Linked DNA regions of Oryctolagus cuniculus: region 1 is linked to region 2. The links are chromatin contacts, called in public Micro-C maps. All regions are on one chromosome and are shown on one strand. Each heading gives the region's core, a stretch centred on a gene start, on an enhancer-like site or on the middle of the called end of the contact. The rest is flanking DNA. Distances are from core to core; before and after follow the strand shown.

What was found. Hi-C and Micro-C count contacts between places; a contact is called where the count stands out from the background.
Region 1: a Micro-C map of ear pinna shows a contact between it and region 2, with 10 times the contacts expected there. The contact joins the promoter of SSBP3 here to the enhancer-like site in region 2. A contact is called at or near these places in 4 of 6 Hi-C or Micro-C datasets (ear pinna, liver, psoas muscle and 1 more).

The regions. Positions count from the first base shown.
Region 1 is chr7:118,631,379-118,634,588 of mOryCun1.1, reverse strand. It overlaps SSBP3 (single stranded DNA binding protein 3), which reads right to left and starts at 1,951. Exons shown (of 16, transcript XM_017346276.3): 1 at 1,763-1,951; 2 at 830-902; 3 at 560-621. The coding sequence starts at 1,818.
Region 2 is chr7:118,567,374-118,570,554 of mOryCun1.1, reverse strand. No RefSeq gene overlaps it. Among named protein-coding and RNA genes, the nearest start is that of ACOT11, 38 kb to the right of the region's middle. Within about 2 kb of position 1,589, at least 2 of the 8 cell types and tissues checked have an H3K27ac peak or open chromatin away from gene starts, as enhancers often do. A contact at or near this core is called in ear pinna, where this site is marked.

The DNA of each region.
Region 1 (3,210 bases), core at 702-3,201, 64 kb before region 2:
GCCCGCTAAGGTTCTCAGCTCTGTGGTTTCAGGGATGCTTGGCGGGGAGGACAGGAAGGTCCAGGGAGTCCGAATCAGAATCTGTAACGCAGCCTGCAGTACTTGTTGGATTTTTCTCAGGCTGCCTGGAAAAGGCTCCAGGAAGCCTTCTAAGGTTTTGAGCTCACAGGAGAAAAAGGGACAGGCCGGTTGCAGAACAAACCCAGTACCCCCTCCCCTGAGCCCCGCCCCCACCCCTCTAATTAAAGCAACATGCACAATTGACAAAAGTCCTCCCAGAACTTTTCAGAGTGCGATGGAAAAGCAAGGCATCCCAGGCAGACGCCTCACAGGTTCTGCGGGTTCTCAACGAGATGGGAAAGAGAAAGAAAGAACTTTAGGCAGCAGCCGCTTCTGCCCATTCTGCTTAGCAGCCCTGGTCTGAGGGTCCAGTGCTGCCTAGCTCCGGGCAAAGCAGGGGGGGGGGGGCAAGGAGCAGAGGGGCCTCCCCTCTTTGTTCCCTTGGACTCATGGCTCAGAACAAAACACACACACTCACACAACTATCACACAAACTTACCACCACCACGAGTGCAAAAACCCCGGCGGTTCTCCCAAAGTGATGTTTTTTTCCCATCGAATCTGCAAAGCAGAGAGCAGAGGCAGCTTAGAGAAGCCAAGAGCATGGGGCCGGGCCAAAAGGCTGTGAAGACCAACTAACAATAAATGCCAAAAGGTGATAAAAATTCAAAATGGTGGCCACAGTGGCAGCTCCCGAAAACAAAGGCTCCAGGAGAGTGGGGAGGGGGGGTGTCAGGAAATTGGGCGCTGGGGGGGGAGCCCCACTCACCTCCGATAAGAAGGTCTGTGCAGACTTCTGTGCTCCGACGTGCAGCAAATACTCGTAGACGTATAAAGCTAACCTGCAGAGCCGGCAGAGGCAGAGAGAGACGGAAGGCGTCAGACCACACCGGGCGCTGGCTCCCAGCCCCGCCAGCCCCGTCCCATTGTGGGCCCCGACCGCAGGCCGGGCTGCAGGGTGCCCACGGCTCGCGGTGGCTACCCAGGGACGCGTCCACTCCAGTCGTGGAGCCGCCAAGCAGCCCCCAACCTGAACTTCCAAGAGGTGTGAGGGCCAGACCCACCTGGGTCTCTCAAAGTCGCGAGCCACCCGACCCCACGGCCGCCGCGCTACCCAAGCTTCGGGGGTCCACGGAGACTCGGCGCGCTCTGGAGAGGGCAGCAAAGCGCCACCCTCGCCACCGCCCCCAAACAACTGTCCCCCGAGCCTGGGGCCAAGCCGGCGCCGCCGTCCCTGCCCAGCCCGGCGCCGAGGCCAAGGACAGGGAAAGGGAAGAGCGCTCCCGGCCGAACAAAGCCCCCGGCACGCACTCCTCACGCCGCGGGCGGACAAAAGGAGCCAGTGGGGCTGCAGAAGCCACGCGCCCCCCTGCCCGCGCCGGGTGGGCAAAGTGCGGCCGCCGCGGCGGGCGCCCGGGCTCTCGCGCGGGACCTCGCCCACCCCTCCACGCGGCCACCAAGTGCCCCCTCCCCGGCGGCTCCCCCGCCGCCCCAGCCTCCGCCGGCTCCCAACAATGGGCGCTCCCACTCCGCCCCGCCGCGGCCTCGGGGAAGGGGCCAGGCAGGAGGCGCGGGGCCCGGGGCCCGGGGCCGGAGGGCGCAGCAGCCCGGCCCCCGCCCGCCCACCTGCCTCGTACCGCCCGCACGCCCGCCCGCCCTCAGCCCGGCGGCGGCACAGCCGCCACTTGCAAAATAGGCTTACTTTTCCCGAGCCTGCCCGTCCGAGGGCACCGCCGAGCCTTTGCCTTTGGCAAACATGGTTTGCAGAGAAGAGGGCGCCGAGCCCCGCCGCCGCCGCCGCCGCCGCTACCGCTCCGGCGCTCCCGAGCTGCCCCACGCTCCCGGCCCCCTCCCCGGCGCTCGCTCACTCGCTCGCGCTCTCCTCGCCGCGCTCCCCTCCCTCCCCCCCAGGCGCTGGCTCCGCGCTCTTTCCAGCTGTCAAAGCGTCAGCCCCGGCCGCGGCCCCATCGCCCTGGAACTCCTCCCGCGCCGGCTCGGCCTCGGGTGCCGCCGCCGCCGCCGCCGCCGCCGCCCGCACGGCTGCCCGCTCGCTCGCCCGCTCGCTCGCTCGCGCGCCCGCCCGGCTCCGCCTGCGCCGCCCTCTGCGCCTCCGGCACCGCTGCTGCCGCCGCCGCTGCCGCTGGTCTACTTGGAGCTCAACCGAACGTGGCTACCCGGGCGAGCGAGCGAGGCGGGCGTCAACGTCCGCGATTGATGGCCGCCCCGGCCAATCGGCGCGCGCGGGGGCGGGCCCGGCAGGGACGCCCCTGTCAGCGCCCGGCCGCGGCAGTCCCCGCTGCCCTGCTCCTGCGGGTGGACCGGGGGGTGGCCGCGGGCGCGAGCCCCTCTTCACTGCGGATTGGGGAGGGGTGGCGACCCGAATCGGGATGGGAGAGCTCCAGGCCCCCAAGAAGACGGGGACCCGACCAGCACTCCCGCGGCGTGGACCGCTGAGGGTGGAGGGGCAGGGGGCGCTGCGGAGGCGTCCGAGGGGAGGGGGCGCAGACCCCCAAGCCGCGCGCGGCTCGCTCCCTCCCGCCACGTCCCCCTGCCTTATCTGCCCCTCTCCTCCCCCGCCGCGGCCCGCGCCAGCCCAGCCCTTATCTCGTCCTCCCCCTCGGCTGCCCGCCGCCTGGGCTCCGACCCCGACCCCCTCCCCAGACTCCGGCCCGGCCCCCGCCCGCCCCGCCCCCGGTCCTCCCTCTCGCCCAGTCTGGCTTCCGAGCGCGGGGCGCGGGGCTGCACGCTGAGAGCTGAGCTGCTGGAGCCGGCGCCGAGGCGCGCGGCTGCTCCTTTACTAGATCATTAAAATACTTTGGAAAACCCCAAAGTGGAGCCGCGCGAAAATGGCCCTCGGCGAGCTTCGGGGAGCCGGAGGGAGGGGATTGGGGACTTAGGCTCAGAGGGGGGGAAGAGTGGTTCCTCCCCCAAATTTCCAAGGCTTGCCAACCCTGGCAAGTTAGCCCCTCGGATTCTCCACGGGAAAAAGGGGGCCATTCGGGGGTGGCGGGGGGCGTCACCTGGGCACCCCACAACGCGAAATGCGCGCCATAGGTACCCGCAAACTTCAGATAAATGGAACTAAATTGGGGAGTCGGGGGGCCGAGAGCCAGGCGTGGGGGGAAGGGAGGCTTCCATTGTCAGTGACCC
Region 2 (3,181 bases), core at 340-2,839:
TGATGGCAGCATCCCATATGGGAGTGCCCGTTGGAGTCCCAGCTGTGCTGCTTGCAAGCCAGCTTCCTGCTAATGTGCACCCTGGGAGGTGGCCAGTGATCGCTCAGGTGCTTGGGCCCCTGCCACCCACATGGGAGACCTGGATGCAGCTTCTGATTCCAGAGGGCCAACCCTGGTTGTTGTAGCCATTTGGGGAGTGAATGAGCAGATGGAAGATTTTTTTTTTCTCTCTCTCTCCCCCTTTCAAATAAATTATTAATCTATTTTTTAAAGTGTTTATAACTGGTGGTAGTGAGCTCCCTGTCACTTGTGGCATTCAAGCAGGGGACTGGATAGACATTAGCCTGGGATGTTGAAGAGGGCCTGGGTAGATCCTCAGTGCTCTGGACCTGGTGGCCTTCCAGCCTGGGTAGTTTCTGACCCTACGGTGTTGCTGCTTGGACGCTGTCTATGGGAAATGACCTGTTGGTTATTTGGGGACCTTCGTGGTCTAGAGGTGGTTTGCTGTTTGGGACTTCCATTCACAACCGGAAGTGGGGCAGGACACAGGCATGGTGGCTGGCTTGGGGTCAGGCACCAACTCCAGTGACCCGAGGCCCCCTTGGGCCCATCACTTACAATGACAGAACAAGAAAGTCCTTGAACTTCACCCAGCCTCCGGTCTATGGGCAGACCAAGGGCTTGGCCCAAGGTCACATATCAGGGCGTGACTCTTCCCGACTGGTGGGCTCATGCTCTATCTGGGTCCCAGCTCCCCAAGCCCCGAAAGCATCGCACGCCTGTGTTTCCTTCAGTGCAGGAGATGACCTTTAACACGTCGGCCGAAAGGATCCTGGTTCTTTTTAATTAGGAGGATGCATAGAGAAGTCAGACAGCCGCCCCCACCCACGGTCGGGAGACTAAGTGCTCCCCAAATTACAGCGCGGATGCCAGGGCTCGGGCAACAAGACCGAGCTTGACTGCTGTGTGGTAAGCACAGCCAGCACCATCTCGCCCGTGTGCTTCAGCTCCTCGGTGGAACACGGCCTCTCATAGGCAGGAGACACCGCATCCAGTCTTTCCCTTCAGAAAAACATTCTGAGCTTGCGCAACGCACACCCAGTGTCATTCACCCTTTTTTCGGGAAGCCTGGTGGGCCCCAGGCTGGGGGAGAGGCCGTCTGTCCCCGCGAGGGGCTGTGGTGCGGAAACCATGGGATGGAGCGTCCACCCCCACCCCCGCCGGCCCCCCAGCAGCCACCTGGCTGCGGGACCCCTGGCTGGCCCCTGACCTTCGGCAGCCCTGCGATCGCCTTGGACGCAGCACTCTGTGGGAAGTTTTAGGCAGCTCCTGTGGGGTCCTGAATTTCTTTCCCCTGCTTTGCAAACGTCAGCTGAAGGTGCCCAGTCTGCAGAAGTCCTTGTGTCACTCCAGTCCCTGTTCCCAACTGGAACCAGAATGTGTTCAACCCAAACTCTCCCGGGACCCCCTGCCCTCCGTGTGCCACGCCCCCACCTCCCCTCTGTGTGTGTCTCTCTGGCCACAGGGGCTCTGCCTACTCACTGATGTGCCTGTGCCTCTCTGGTCCCCTGGAGCTTTGCAGTGCTCTGCTGGCTCATCTCCTTGGCCAGAAACCTTAGGGGCCCCCATCCCGACCGGCTCATCAGAGAGAGAAGTTCCAACTCCTGCCCCTCCTAGGCATGGAGCCCCAGCCGGAGCCCCCACCACTTGCGCAAGCATTCCCCTGCCCCTTTTCCTTTTCCATATCCAACCATTCCATGGGCAAACAGGGGTCGAGCCCTTAGTGTGTGCCAGGAACTGTGCCGGGCACGAATGCCCAGACACTAAGTGTGTTTTGAGAGCTCTGGGGTTCAGGGGCTCCGAGGAGGGGCAGGACTGAGAGGAGGAATGGGGCTGCCGCCAGCTCTCTGCTCGCTGGTTTCCTGTTTACTATTAACAGCTGCCCATCCCGCCCCGCGCACAAATGCCCAGGCCAGCCTTGGTGTGTTTTCAGACGGGCAGTTCAAACACAAACCTGAGGCAGGCAACTGGAAATCTGCCTTCAGCTGCCTGGAAGACCTGCAAAGCGCCCCCTCCTCATCCCTCCCACCATGCTCTCTCCAACTTCTGCCTTCCTCTCCCCTCTTGGAGGACATATGGCTCCTTGAAGTTTTTGTTTGCTTGCAGGGGAAAAAAAACCCAGCTTCAGTGTGGAGGGTTTTTCCCTTTTTTTTCTTTATTAAGCATCAAGAGACAGAGCAATCTGCTTGCAGATACTGTACGTGCATAATTAATAAAATCTCATTCTTTATTTATAAAGAGACACACGGGGAACTGGAGAATTAGGGCTATCCCCATTATATATGAAGAGAGGGAGAGAGAAAGTGGGAGGGCGGAAAATACTTTCTGAACACGAGATCTTTCCAGAGGCTCTCACTACGCACCGAGTGAAAAGGCACGCACTGCTCATGGAAGTGGTGCTCCGTGCCCAGAAAGCAGCAGGAAGCAGAAACCTGGTTCAGGAGCTTCAAACAGGAACAGGACCCATCGGGTGCTCCCAGTGCCCAGCAGGCCGGCTTAGGGTATTGGCAGGGGGCAGGAAAACACCGCGTGCCAGGCCGGGGTCTCGGGCACAGAGTCCGTTGCAGGTGGGGGGGAAGCGGGCACAGTCTCCCCACTGAGCACTGCCATCAACCCCGAGTCAGGGGCTAGGCAGAGCCCGTGGTTCCTGCGGCCCCTTCCACGGCAGGTCACATTAATGTGACGGTGGTGGGGGCTTGCGAATGTCAGCTTCGCCCTTGCACCTCTGCACCCCGGATGCCCGGGCAAAACTGCCACTATCAGTAACCCAGCTCATTCTGTAATAGCCCCCGAGACCAGCGAGCCGGGGATCAGAGCCTCACAAGAGTCCTGAGTTGGGGGTGGCCCTCCTTGCTCCCTTCTCTCTTTGCCTCTCTCATTTTTTTCTTGAGACATGCTTTAAAATAGAAAACAGGCTTGTGCAGGAATCAGCCCGTAGGCAGGGGCTGGTGTGTAGGGGTTTCTCTCCCCCCCCCACCCTCCCCCGAGCTCCAGCAGCTCCTGCAGCGGAACGCTCGGCCTTCCGAGGGCGGCGGGCTCGGCGGGCGGGGGGCGGCCCGGGCAGCAGCCCCCGCAGGGTTACCCGGGCGCGTGCGGGGAAACGTCTCAGCAATTCCAGCGC